Linked DNA regions of Hordeum vulgare: region 1 is linked to region 2. A link is a contact called in public Hi-C data. All regions are on one chromosome and are shown on one strand. The core of a region is the stretch at or near the end of the contact, and the rest is flanking DNA. Distances in the headings are between cores, read along the strand shown.

What was found. A called contact is a pair of places that touch in the nucleus more often than the background predicts.
Region 1: a contact with region 2 is called in a Hi-C map of seedling, with 4 times the contacts expected there. The contact joins the promoter of LOC123437728 here to the promoter of LOC123437679 in region 2. A contact is called at or near these places in 2 of 6 Hi-C or Micro-C datasets (leaf and seedling).

Annotation. Positions count from the first base shown.
Region 1 is chr1H:367,938,995-367,945,806 of MorexV3_pseudomolecules_assembly, forward strand. LOC123437728 (DDB1- and CUL4-associated factor 8-like) reads left to right here and starts at 1,310. Exons shown (of 5, transcript XM_045115729.1): 1 at 1,310-1,516; 2 at 2,073-2,324; 3 at 2,416-2,559; 4 at 2,670-3,395; 5 at 3,891-4,406. The coding sequence starts at 1,403. The coding sequence ends at 4,121. LOC123437744 (tetracycline resistance protein, class A-like) reads right to left here. Exons shown (of 14, transcript XM_045115730.1): 9 at 6,774-6,806; 10 at 6,637-6,690; 11 at 6,500-6,541; 12 at 6,323-6,401; 13 at 6,106-6,176; 14 at 5,562-5,858. The coding sequence ends at 5,796.
Region 2 is chr1H:367,136,632-367,143,095 of MorexV3_pseudomolecules_assembly, forward strand. It overlaps LOC123437679 (serine/threonine-protein kinase BSK1-2-like), which reads left to right and starts at 4,520. Exons shown (of 9, transcript XM_045115726.1): 1 at 4,520-4,971; 2 at 5,083-5,218; 3 at 5,912-6,045; 4 at 6,457-6,464. The coding sequence starts at 4,600.

The sequences.
Region 1 (6,812 bases), core at 60-2,559, 800 kb after region 2:
AATCGCTCCGCCGGAGGGAAAAGTGCTCCTACCCAAGTTCCGCCTCGAGACAGCGGCGCTTCGTCCCGAAAGTCCTCCTCTATATTTTTTAGGTCAAAACCAAATATATAGCAGAAGGGGGGCACCAGAGGTGGGCCGGGCTGAGCACCACCCACCAGGGGGCACTTGGGGGGCCTGGCGCGCCCTGGTGTCTTGTGCTCACCAGGTGGCCCACCTCCGTAGCTCTTTGCTCCAGTATTTTTTATATATTCCACACAAAATCTTTGTGAAGTTTCAACTCATTTGGAGTTGTGCAGAATAGGTAACTTGACGTAGCTTTTTCAGGTCCAGATTTCCAGTTGCCGGTATTCCTCCCTTTTGTGCCAACCTTGCATACTATTAGAGAAAATGCATTAGAAATACTCCCAAAAGCATTATTATGCATAAAAACATTATAAGTAACAGTAGAAAAACATGATGCAAAATGGACGTATCAAGGAGGCACGTCATGGTGCGAGGAGGGTGGTGGAGAGGCATGCTATAATGCGGGAGGACAACACGATGAAGGATGTGGGCCGGCGACGGGTCCAAATAAGGGTGGGAGGCGTGTTCACTTGACTCGGGAATGGGTTTCTTTTTTGTCAAACACGTGGGCAAAAAGACGAAATATTTTTTTTCACTTATTTTTTGGACTACGGGTTAATTATTTAATATCATACATTTTTTTTAATAAAATCACCACGACAGTAAAACAGACAAAAATGGTAGCCACTTTATTGTTAGAGAGATAGATTAGAATTATATTAGATAAATAGAGAGATAGATTAAAATTATATTAGATAAAGATTAAGGTAAAGATGAAATTATTTAAATCACTAATGTTTTTGGAAAATATTACAGAAGAAGTACAACACAAACAGTAGTAGTACACTCGATGAAGCATGATCTACATATCAAACACATTAAGCATCTCTAGAATGGTGGTCAATCAGCTACGCCACGTGATGCATGTTTGTTGGTCGTAATAAATTTTTTTTAAAAATAAAGTAATATTTTTATTAAAGTTCTTTTTAAAATAAGGTAATATTTTTTTCTTTTTCTTTTTAAGAATTTTTTTTTTTTTTTTTTGTTTTTAAGATGAATGTGATGTTCAGATGACATAAGTTTTAAAAAAAATCAAGATAAAAGTTATTATCTGACACGCGTGCCTACGGCGCAAAGGATCCGCTCTCTGCGACACGCGTGCCTACGGCGCAAAGGATCCGCTCTCTGCGACACGTGTGCCTGTCTGCAGCGGTTAACCTCCGGTAGCACTCCACCAATCTGCCGTTCGCTGTGTGCCCCCTCCTCACTTGCTCGCCCGCTCGCGTTCACCACGAAACGCAATCGCAGCACTCCGCCTCGTCGCTCGGAGCACCTCGCCATGCGCCGCCCATGGAAGCACCCCACCGCGCGCCACGGCGCCGCCGAGCTCTGCTTCCGCGAGGTCGGCGACCTCCTCCCCCACCGCTTCGCTCGCCGCGCCGCCGCCTCCGAGGTCCCTCTCCCTCCCTCCCTCCCCCATCCACCCCGCCTCGCTCCCCCCATTTGTGCTTCGATCGATCCATCACGGGTGCGGATAGGCATAGGCACTAGCCAGCCATGTGCCACCGCCCAGCTGTGGATCGTTCCGCGCAGTGTTCGGGCCGTGGTCTTCTTGCCGATTTAGCTGAGATTTAGTGTTGGGTGGGATTGGACCACGGCTGATATTAGCCGACGCAAATTTGCTTCTCGAATTGGTGCTTGGGGATCACAGTCGTATATTATTTTGTTCATTGATTGCTACTTACATTGGACTATGATGGTTTTGTTGATCGGGGAATGAGTTAATAATGGTATTATAGTACTGTATGTGACAGAATCTTCTAAATGCAGAGCAGTATCTTGACCTCATGATTTGGCAATCAAAAGGGTTCTGAATTGAATAGCTTGACCTGAATTCTGAAGTGGTCATTAGCTTCTTCCTTATCAAGTAGTAGCAGCAAATAGACTGAATGTGTCATGTGTGCATTTATTTAATGCTGTTACTTACTAATGTAAGTGCTGTCATCCAGGAGCTCGTAATGCGCCTCCAGATTCACAGGAAGCTCAACAAGCACACGGGATGTGTGAACACAGTGGGCTTCAATGCCGCTGGTGACACCCTCGTATCTGGTTCAGATGATCAGAAGGTAATTCTGTGGGATTGGGACACTGGTGCAGTTAAAATGCAGTTCCATTCGGGCCATGCCGATAATGTGTTCCAAGCACGGTTCATGCCTTACACAAATGATCGCACCATAGTCACCTGCGCTGCTGATGGCGAGGTAGATGTGTTAATTTCTCTTCCATATACTTCACATGATGTTTCAGATGGTGATAGTAAGTTCAGAGGTTACAATCTGTTAATTCAATCAGGTGAGAGTTGCCAAGATCCAGGATGGCCGGGATGTGCTTACTTCATTGCTTGGTGAACATGATGGAAGGGCTCACAAGTTGGCTATAGAGCCTGGAAGCCCTTATATTTTCTATAGTTGTGGCGAAGATGGCCATGTTCAACATGTAAGGTCCCAAGCCCCAAGACATGCCCTTTCTCACTCTCATGCGTGCACATGCAACATTTTATCTTTGTATCTGAATGCTTGTAGTTGACCATTTTCGTTCCTGTGCAGTTTGATTTGAGGACAGATACAGCCACAGAATTATTTATTTGCAGAAAATCTCTGGCTAAATCAGGATTCTCCTTTAATGTCCATCTTAATGCAATCACAACGGATCCACGGAATCCAAATCTTCTTGCAGTTGGAGGAAGCAATTCTTTTGCTCGTGTCTACGACATCCGCAAATGCGAGTCGAGCGGATCATCTGATTTCGCTCAGCCATCTGACTGCTATTGTCCACCACATCTTATTGGCGATAAGAATGTTGGAATAACAGGGTTAGCATTCTCTCACCAGAGTGAGTTGCTTGTATCTTACAATGATGAGAATATTTACCTCTTCCCTAAAACTGGAGGGCTGGGACCTGACCCAAAATCACCCGCCAAAATTGGAGGCGGTGAAGGGTCCAACTCAACAGTATTTGCATCTGGTGAAGATGTTGATCAACCTGCGCCTCAGGTATATGTTGGGCATCGCAATTGTGAGACTGTGAAGGGTGTGACTTTTATTGGGCCAAATCATGAATATGTTGCCAGTGGGTCAGACTGTGGTCGGTTATTTATTTGGAGGAAGAGAGATGGGAATTTTTTACGGGCAATGGAGGGTGATGAATGCATAGTCAATTGTATTGAGCCCCATCCTCATGCTATGACAATTGCAAGCAGTGGAATTGATAATGATGTGAAGCTATGGACTCCCTCTGCCGTTGAACGAGCACGAGTGGTTAATGTTGAGGAGGTAAACCTCCTAGCATTTTATACGGCTCTTATCATCTCAACTTCTAATGACCTATTATTTTCTATCCTACATGTAACATTAACTTCATAATTTATCAATAAACAAATTCAAGAGCCGACTGATAATTAGTTCTTTACCGATAAAAAAACATTTTGTTTAATCTGTAGAATTTTTTTACAGGGCTATATATTCATTCCTCTTGAAAATTCAGCACCTTCCTTTATCCTTTGAGATGTAAATTCTAGGGTAAATTTGATATATGCCACCACAAACTTTCTAGTTTTGAAATATGCCATTACTATTCTTTGATTCAGAAGCATGCCAGTATGCCACTACAACAAAGTTCACAGGCTTTGAAATATGTCATTACTGGACGATTGGACAACAATTTACCTTTTCGTTCTCATTCGTCTTAGGAAGAAAATTTTAATTTGTTGGTGTAGATTTTAACTTGGAACCTTTTGCCTTTATCTTATCATCACATGTATGTTCCAGTTGAAGCCCCGAAAGAGGAAAGCAAAGCTCTGGCAATTTGCCTTGCCAGAGGAATTGGTCTGGCATGTGCTGGCATCACGACGTAGGCAACCAGCAGCTGGAGAAGATTCATCTGAGGATCTTGAAGACAACACAGAACTGCTTAATCTTGTACTGCAAGCTGCAAACAGAGATAACTTGTCTGATGAGAGTGATGAGGATGAGGAAACCTCTGATGACTCTGGAAAATAGAGGCCAATGATCAATTGTCCTTGGGGGATATTGCAAAATTTTGTATATACGATAATAATTAATCCATTTTTATGGATGATAATAGTATTAGTGTGCGTATGTAGCTTGTGATTCTCATCTATGTTATAGATATGTGTGTTTCCAGAAAGGGTATTTTGTTGAGAAATTTGAAATGTGGACATGGCGTGCGAGTATCTTTTGAGAATGTGCAACCGAGCAGCTTTGGCGGCACTACTTTTTTAACAGAAAGAAGCAAATACTTCAAATATTATTTTTTTTGGAAAATTGCATCTGTGATTATGTATCTATAATGTCCTGCGTTTGCATGAGTAACCTTGTTTGGTTCATTTCCACTTTGCTTGCTAAGCATCTTGTTTAATTCATATCCGTTGCTTGTTAAGCTATAATGGTCTGATGAAGAGGATGTTGAGAATTGATATTGATAAGTTCATCTCTGTTATTTGGTCCAATTTGGAATAATTGCTACTCGCTCCGTTTCTAAATATAAGCCTTTTAGAGATTTCAATATGGACTACATACGGATGTTTATAGACGTATTTTAGAGATTGATTCACTCATTTTGCTCCTTATGTAGTCAATATTGGAATCTCTAAAAGGTCTTATATTTAGGAACGGAGGAAGTAGATGTGTAATTTGAAGGTTTTTTCTACTTACTTGATATTTCAATGTTGCAACAGATCAACTTAGAACGATGGGCTGGCAGAAATGAACATGAATTTACACAATTGGATGTTAATGCAGTTGTGGAGAAGAAAAAGGACAAAAGAAATCCTCACTCCTCAGCACTAACAGGTCAGTGACCCACATAACTTTATCCCTCTAATTTGAATGTTATGTTTGTTAGGACACAACGTGTGACAGAAAAATCAATGTAAAACATCTAGTACCATCAATATGCATTAAGAAGATACCTACGCTAAACTAGCTTGGCTACTATTTCCGAAAAAACTATTATTACTTTATTCCTGATATGGAAAAATTATTTAGTAATTGCAAAAAAGTTTAAAAAATTCTGAAGCTTTTTTGGAAAAAACTTGACCTTCTGTTGTACTCATATAAAAAGTTTCGCCAAGGAATGACTTTCATGGTATTCTGAGTGAAAAATAAAATCAACACTATGTACAAGTTACTGTTCACACTTTTATCCTCAAAATTTTATGTTTTTTTGGCCTGAAGTCGATGGGAGTTTTTCCTTCGTGAAACTTTTTATACGGCACAACAGAATGTCAAGTTTGTTTCGAAAAAAAATCAGATTTTTTTTACTTCTTTTCGCAATTGTTAATTTGTCCTCATATCAGGTGCATGTACACCCGAGAACCAAGGGGTATTTCCCGTGCAAAAAGGTCCCTTTCTTGCACAACGATTGTGCTAACTATGCATAGTTGGTTTACTCCAGCCTTACACTCGCAACTAATTAGCTATGTCGAATCAACCTTGTACTTGTAGTGTCAGTTATCGAATACTATAATTTACAAACTGAAGCCTGTGGATCTGATTGTACTTTTGATACTTTACACCACTATTTGCTGTCCCTGTTTGTCAACTGCAGAGGATGGAACAGCTACCTTAATTGACAACGGCTATTGATACTGAGTAAGAGTATTAGCATTATAGGCATCTATCATCTATATAGACATGTATTCACTAGTTCTTCTATCTGGTATCTGTCTGAAGCTCTGCTGGCCTCATATTAATGCTCATTGTGAGTGCCACCAACTGCAAGAATGTACAATAGAAATTAGAAGTCAATATCAACTACTTAGAAGTTCATATATAAAAATCAAGAAATATATAACAACAACAACAACAACAAAGCCTTTAGTCCCAAACAAGTTGGGGTAGGCTAGAGATGAAACCCATAAATCAAGAAATATATACTAAACAAAAAATGTGCAGTAAGGTTTAAATTCTACAGAGAAGTATTTTAACCATATCCATAGCAGTGTTCAATTAGGGAGCCTACCGTAGCAAATCCAGCACAAGCCAGGCTGAAGCCTTTGAAGTTGAAAGGTGCTGTCTCTGATAGGAACCAGGCTGTCAAACCAATGGGAAAAACGTTATAGCTAATTACATCTTTGGCTAAGCTCGTGGGCCAGGGATGAAAGAAGTAAGAAGGACATGTAAGTCATAATTTGTTCTGAGTTTAGATGTGCTCAGCAAAGATAATGACAGATGCTTGCCTGTGAGTGGAGTAAAAACTAGAGGAGATATGACACTTGCAGTTGAGCTGATTCCTGTGATACAGCCTTGAACCATTCCCTTGAATAAACATTGCAAAAGAGAAACTGATTCACAAAGGGTATCTAATATCTTAGGGGAAATAAAATAAGCAATTTCATCTAGCTCAGAATTAGTACCTGCTCAGAAGGCCCTACTTTTTTTGATACAATGCTCCGTATCTGTTAAGAATAGAATCAATGAAAAGAAACTGTTGACATGGTTACATGGACCGAAAATGAAAGCAAAAGAGGTAATATTGATATATATTACTCACACAAGGGCTGACCAGAATGCTTAGAATCACACAGCTTGCAGCAAGGTAAGGAACCTTCAACAAAACATAATATTTAGCATGACTAATACAAAAGAATAGCCATCATTCATAATACCGCCATTTGATCGCTTTCATACCCAGAATGACCATGCAATGCTGTATAGGAATCCCTGCAA
Region 2 (6,464 bases), core at 3,270-5,769:
CTTGTTCTAAAGTTCGTTCCCTAAAAACACAACCGGCACAACTATCTAGGTTGTCTCTAGAAGCATCGGTTAGTCCATTATAGAAGATATCAAGTATTTCATTCTTCTCAAGAGGGTGATCAGGCAAAGCATTCAGTAGCTGGATGATCCTCCCCCAAGCTTGTGGGAGACTCTCTTCTTCAACTTGCGCAAAGTTGTATTTTTCCTACAAGGCAGCTTGCTTCTTATGGGCAGGGAAATATTTTTCAGAGAAGTAGTAGATCATATCCTGGGGGCTACACACACAACCAGGAGCAAGAGAAGTGAACCAAGTCTTAGCATCATCCTTTAGCGAGAAAGGAAACAATTTAAGGATATAGTAGTGGCGGATCTTTTCCTCACTCGTGAATAGGGTGGCTATATCGTGCAGTTTGGTAAGATGGGCTACAACCGTTTCAGACTCATAACCGTGAAAAGGATCATATTTGACCAGAGTGATTAACTCAGGGTCAACAGAGAATTCATAATCCTTATCGGTCACAAAGATAGGCGAAGTAGCAAACTTCGGGTCGTATTTCATCCTCGCATTCAGAGATTTTTCTTTCCACTTGCGCAGTAATTTCTCAACATCATAGCTATCCTTACACGCAAGAAAATCCTTAGCTATCTCTCCCTCCATAACATAACCCTCAGGCATATCAGGCAATTCATATCTAGGAGAGCTAGTTCTAACAGGCAAAATAGCAGGTTCTACTTCAATAATCTCAGCAGTTTCATAAGTATCATCACATGTAGAAGCAACTCTAGCAATTTGTGCATCAAGGAATGCACCTAGTGGCAAAGTAGTATCAAGCATAGCATCATCACAAGCATCATGGATAGCAGAAGTAGCATCATCAAGCACATGCGACATATCAAGATTTCTAGCAGGAGGTGGTGTCGCAAACTTACTCATAACTGAAGGTGAATCAAGTGCAGAGCTAGATGGCAGTTCCTTACCCGTCCTCGTAGTTGAGGGCAAGACTTTAGTTCTTGGATCTTTCGGATTCCTCATAGTGACCAGCAAACGTAAATCCCAAGTGACTCAGAGAATATAGCTATGCCTCCCCGGCAACGGCGCCAGAAAATAACACGTTGACGGGAGAATATTCTTGACTTGGCTTCCCCGGCAACGGCGTCAGAAAAAGGTCTTGATAACCGACAAGTATAGGGGATCGCAACAGTTTTCGAGGGTAGAGTATTCAACCCAAATTTATTGATTCGACACAAGGGGAAGCCAAAGAATATTCTCAAGTATTAGCAGTTGAGTTGTCAATTCAAACACACCTGAAAGATTTAGTATTTGCAGCAAAGTATCTGTAGCAGAGTAGTGTGATAGCAATAATAGCAACGGTAACCAGTAGCAGCAAAGTGAAAGCAGTAGCAGCAAAGTAACAACAGTAGTAACAGAGTAACAGTAGCAGAAGTGACACCAGTAGCAGCAAAGTAACGTAGCAAGGGCCAGTAGGAAAAACTCGTAGGCATTGGATCGGTTATGGATGATTATGCCAGATGTTATTCATCATGAAACAGTTATAACACGGAGAGATATGTAACTAGCTCCAGTTCGTCAATGTAATGTAGGCATGTATTCCGTATGTAGTCATACGTGCTTAGGGAAAAGAACTTGCATGACATCTATTGTCCATCCCTCCCGTGGCAGCGGGGTCCTAATGGAAACTACGGGATATTAAGCTTCTCCTTTTAATAAAGAACCGGACCAACGCATTAACACTTGGTGAATACATGAACTCCTCATACTATGGTCATCTCCGGGAGTGGTTCCGGCTATTGTCACTCCGGGGTTGCCGGGTCATAACACATAGTAGGTGACTACAACTTGCAAGATAGGATCAAGAACACACATATATTGGCGACAACATAATAGGTTCAGATCTGAAATCATGGCACTTGGGCCCTAGTGACAAGCATTAAGCATGGCAAAGTAGTATCAACATCAATCTCAGAACATAGTGGATACTAGGGATCCATCCCCGTCAAAACTAACTCGATTACATGATAGATCTCATCCAACCCATCACCGTCCAGCAAGCCTACAATGAGATTACTCACGAACGGTGAAGAGCATCATAGAATTGGCGATGAAGGATGGTTGATGATGACGATGGCGACGATCTCCCCTCTCCGGAGCCCAGAATGGACTCCAGATCTGCCCTCCAGAGGAAGAACAGGAGGTGGCGGCGCCTTCGTATCGTGAAACGCGATGCACTCTTCTCCCTGATTTTTTCCGGACGAAAGGGACTAAATAGAGCTGAGATTGGAGGCGGTGGAGCCCCGAGGGCCCCACAAGCTAGCCAGGCGCGGCTTGGGGGGGGGGGCTGGTGGGCTTGTGGGCTCTCAGCTCCACCTCTCTGGTTGATTCTTGCGCTCGTATTTTTTATATATTCCACAAAAAATCCCCGTAAATTTCCAGGTCATTCCGAGAACTTTTATTTCTGTGCAAAAACAACACCATGGCAATTCTGATGAAAACAATGTTAGTCCGGGTTAGTTCCATTCAAATCATGCAAATTAGAGTCCAAAACAAGTGCAAAAGAGTTTGAAAAAGTAGATACGATGGAGACGTATCAGGGTCTCGGATTTTCTAACGCATGTTGAGGAAGGCAATCCAGGTTGCCGGTAGCTGGTGATCAACTTAGCCAAGAGGACCTTGCCTGTAATATGGTTCAGTGTCAAACACTAGCTCCTCCTGCTCGCTCTCAATGATCATGTTGCGCAAGACAACACAACAAGTCACGACTTCCCACATTTGATCTTTTGACCAGGTCTGAGCGAGGTACCGGACAACAGCAAAACGAGATTGAAGCACACAAAATGCCCGCTCGACATCCTTCCGGTAAGCTTCTTGACGCTTGGCAAAATAGGAGTGCTTGTCTCCTGGGTGCAGGATTTGAGATAGTCTTCACAAATGTGGACCATCTCGGATAGATGCCATATGCTAGGTAGTATCCCTTGTTGTAGTGGAGCCCATTGACCTCATAGTTAACGGGAGGAGCATGACCTTCAACAAGCTTGGCAAAGACATTCGAGCACTGCAGTACGTTGATGTCATTGTGAGTTCCTGGCATACTAAAGAAGGAGCACCAAATCCAGAGGTCATGTGTGGCCACTGCCTCAAGTACCACACTGTAACCTCCTTTGACGCCTTTGTACATCCCTTGCCAAGCAAATGAACAATTTTTTTCATTTCCAATGCATGCAGTCGATGCTTCCAAGCATCCCAGGAAATCCTATTTCTGCATTCTGTGCTAGGATCTGAGCTGTGTCTTCAGCATTGGGTGATCGCAAATATTGATGTCCAAAAACTGCCACCACTGCCCTGCACAACTTATAGAAACACTCAATGGTGGTGGACTCGGCCATGCGTCCATAGTCTTCCAGAATATCACCGGGAGCTCCGTACGCAAGCATCCTCATAGTTATCGTGCACTTCTGGAGCGAGGTGAATCCAAGTGTGCCGATGCAATACCTTTTGCACTTGAAGTACCTGTCGAACTCCCTGATAGAATCCACAATCCCGAGGAATAGCTTCCGGCTCATACAATAACAACGTCAGAATACTTTGTCGCCGTGCAGAGGAGCATCTGCGAAGTAGTCGGCGTAGAGCAAGCAATAGCCTTCCAGTCAATGCCTCTGCTTTGCCTTCAGCCGGCCCGACGCCGAGCCACCTCGTCGTGGCTCTGCATTGCTCGCGAACATGCCAACCAGAGAGGCGAGGACCATGCGGTGCTCTTCATCCTGGGCGTCGACATCGACTTCCTCCTCCATTAGCGTCGCGAACGTCTTCTCGTCGTCGGAGTCCATGGGCCAGGCAAATCGCCGAACACCTGGCGGGCGTGGCAGATGCGCAGCCGTGTACGTGCCCGGAGTGCCGAGAAAACTCGCCAAGAAACGGGAGGGGGCGAATCCGCAGCGAAGTCGATGGGGAGATGGCCTTTGTAGCGGCGGTAGGCAGATGGGGTGGCGCCGAAATCGGCACGGTGGCGGAAGGTGTGGTGCGCTCTGGAGAAGAAAATGCCTCTTTTCGCCTGACAAGGACCCGGCGCGTCGTTTTCCCTTCTGCCACCGTCTCCGGGCGCCCCCCAACGCACTTGATTCGGCTTGGGACCGTCAGGGTCAATTCGGTCCTAACGAAAACCGGTTCCTAAGGGCGCAAGTAAGCCGTTTTTCACTCGTCGGTGAAAAAAATAACCTGAAGATGGCGTGTTGAGGTCGCGGGTGGAGATGCTCGTAGTTTCTTGTCTCGGTCAACATTTGTGCATGACCTGTCAAGCTTGGGTGGTCGTATTATATAACAAGCGTGTGTGTACACATGTGCGTCATCTGGTAAGGAAGAAATGGACTCAGCCGACGTCTGCGTTACAGACTACAGTGGTCGTAACCCAAAGAGCACGAGCGAACGAGACCCCACACCAGAGCCCAGAGAAGCCGCAAGCAAAGCAAGTTACAAAAACCGTCTCCGTTTCCTCGCTCCCACGCACACGAGCGCACAGCCGCGCACGCAACAAAAGGCACGGCCAGCGGGAGACGCCGACGGACTTTTCTCCTCACGCTTCGTTCATGGGTTGCTGCGGCTCCTCGCTGCGGTCGTGGGTCCACGCGGAGAAGCCGCCCGGCCCGCGGCGGCCTGCTCCCCCTACCCCGCCGCCGCACCGCCCCTCCTTCTCCCTCAAGGCGCAGAAGGCCGCTCCCCCGGCGGCCGCGGCGCCGGCCGCGCGCGGGGTGGAGGAGGTCCCGGCGCTCGCGGAGTTCTCGCTGGCGGAGCTCCGCGCGGCCACGGACGGCTTCGCGGCGGGGAACATCGTGTCGGAGAGCGGCGAGAAGGCCCCCAACCTCGTCTACAGGGGCCGGCTGCGGGGAGGCGCCGCCCCTCGCGCCATCGCCGTCAAGAAGTTCGCCAAGCATGCCTGGCCCGACCCCAAGCAGTTCGCGGTAGGTAGGGAGGGAGAGGAGGCGAGGAGCTCGTGGTTTGGTGTGTGGCTGAATTGGGGGTTTAGAGGGGACATATGGTTTTGACGAATTGCTCGTTTGGTCGGTTTCCAGGAGGAGGCGAAGGGGGTGGGCAAGCTGCGGCACCGGAGGCTGGCAAACCTCATCGGCTACTGCTGCGACGGCGACGAGCGGCTGCTTGTCGCCGAGTTCATGTCCAACGATACCCTCGCCAAGCACCTGTTCCACTGTGAGTCCCCCAAGTAGCCCCGCGCATATTGTCTTTGCTTAGTAGTTGCCCGGGCCGTTTCTTGATTCTACTGAACCTGGGGATCCTTTGCTTTAGTGCATGTCGCTGAATTATGGGACGAGGTAAGCAAGTGCGGAATTTGGCAAGTTACTGTGTCTGCACAAGGCTTCTACTCAGTGCAGTTGTTTGCAGCATTTTGATATCGAACTTAAGCAATTGATAGTTCATACTTGTTATTATTTTGATTATCTCCCTGGCTGCAATTGAGTGTAGTTTATCACAAATGATATGAGTTTCTATGTATATTAAACAAATCCTGTTTGTGATTGCTAATTCTGTCATTCTTGAGTTAAAGACTTACTGGTGATGACATTTATCACCAAAGGGAAGTTATTATTTCTGCACAAGGCTTCTACTCAGTGCAGCTGCTTGCAGCATTTTGATGTAGAACTTAGGATATTGATAGTTAATGCTTGATTGACCTCCCCTTAGGTTCCCAGCTCCCATGCTCACTTGTTATTTTGATTATCACCTTGGATACAAGGGAAATATTGCACACATCCTGTTTGTGATTGCTAATTTGGTCATTTTGAGTTAAATATCGACAAGTGATGGCACTTATCATACTTGTTACGGCCTTGGAAATAACTATCAAATTAATTTGCTCTTCGCCATACTTTTGCCGTTGTGCAGGGGAAAACCAGACTATTGAATGGGCTATGCGTCTGAGAGTCGCATGCTACATTGCCGAAGCATTGGGATATTGCAGCAATGAGGAACGCTCTTTATATCATGACCTAAATGCATACAGAGTCCTCTTTGACGAGGTAAATGATCAGTAAGACAAGTCTGTTTAAGTATATAGAACTCTGTCAGACCAATGACTACTGTCTTGTGCTAATGGCCATGGTGGCGATGTTTAGAGGTTTTCAGGTTTAGATTTCTTTTTACCTAAAAATAGTTAAGATTTTTTCTGTTAACAAGAAACGGAAATGTTAGCAGTAAGCTGTCTTTTTCTGCACTGTTTATGACACATATAAACTAGGATAATTCGGTTACTAGGAAAATTGTTTAGCAGAACTTACATTGACATTTGGAAGATGTGATGCATTCAATTTATTTACAACTTCACCAAGTAGGTTTTATGAGTTGTTGATAGCATCTAACAGTTGAACATGTCATTTTGTACCAATTATCATGCATGTAAGCGAAGCGTCTAACAACCTTTCTGGTTGCAGAATGGTGA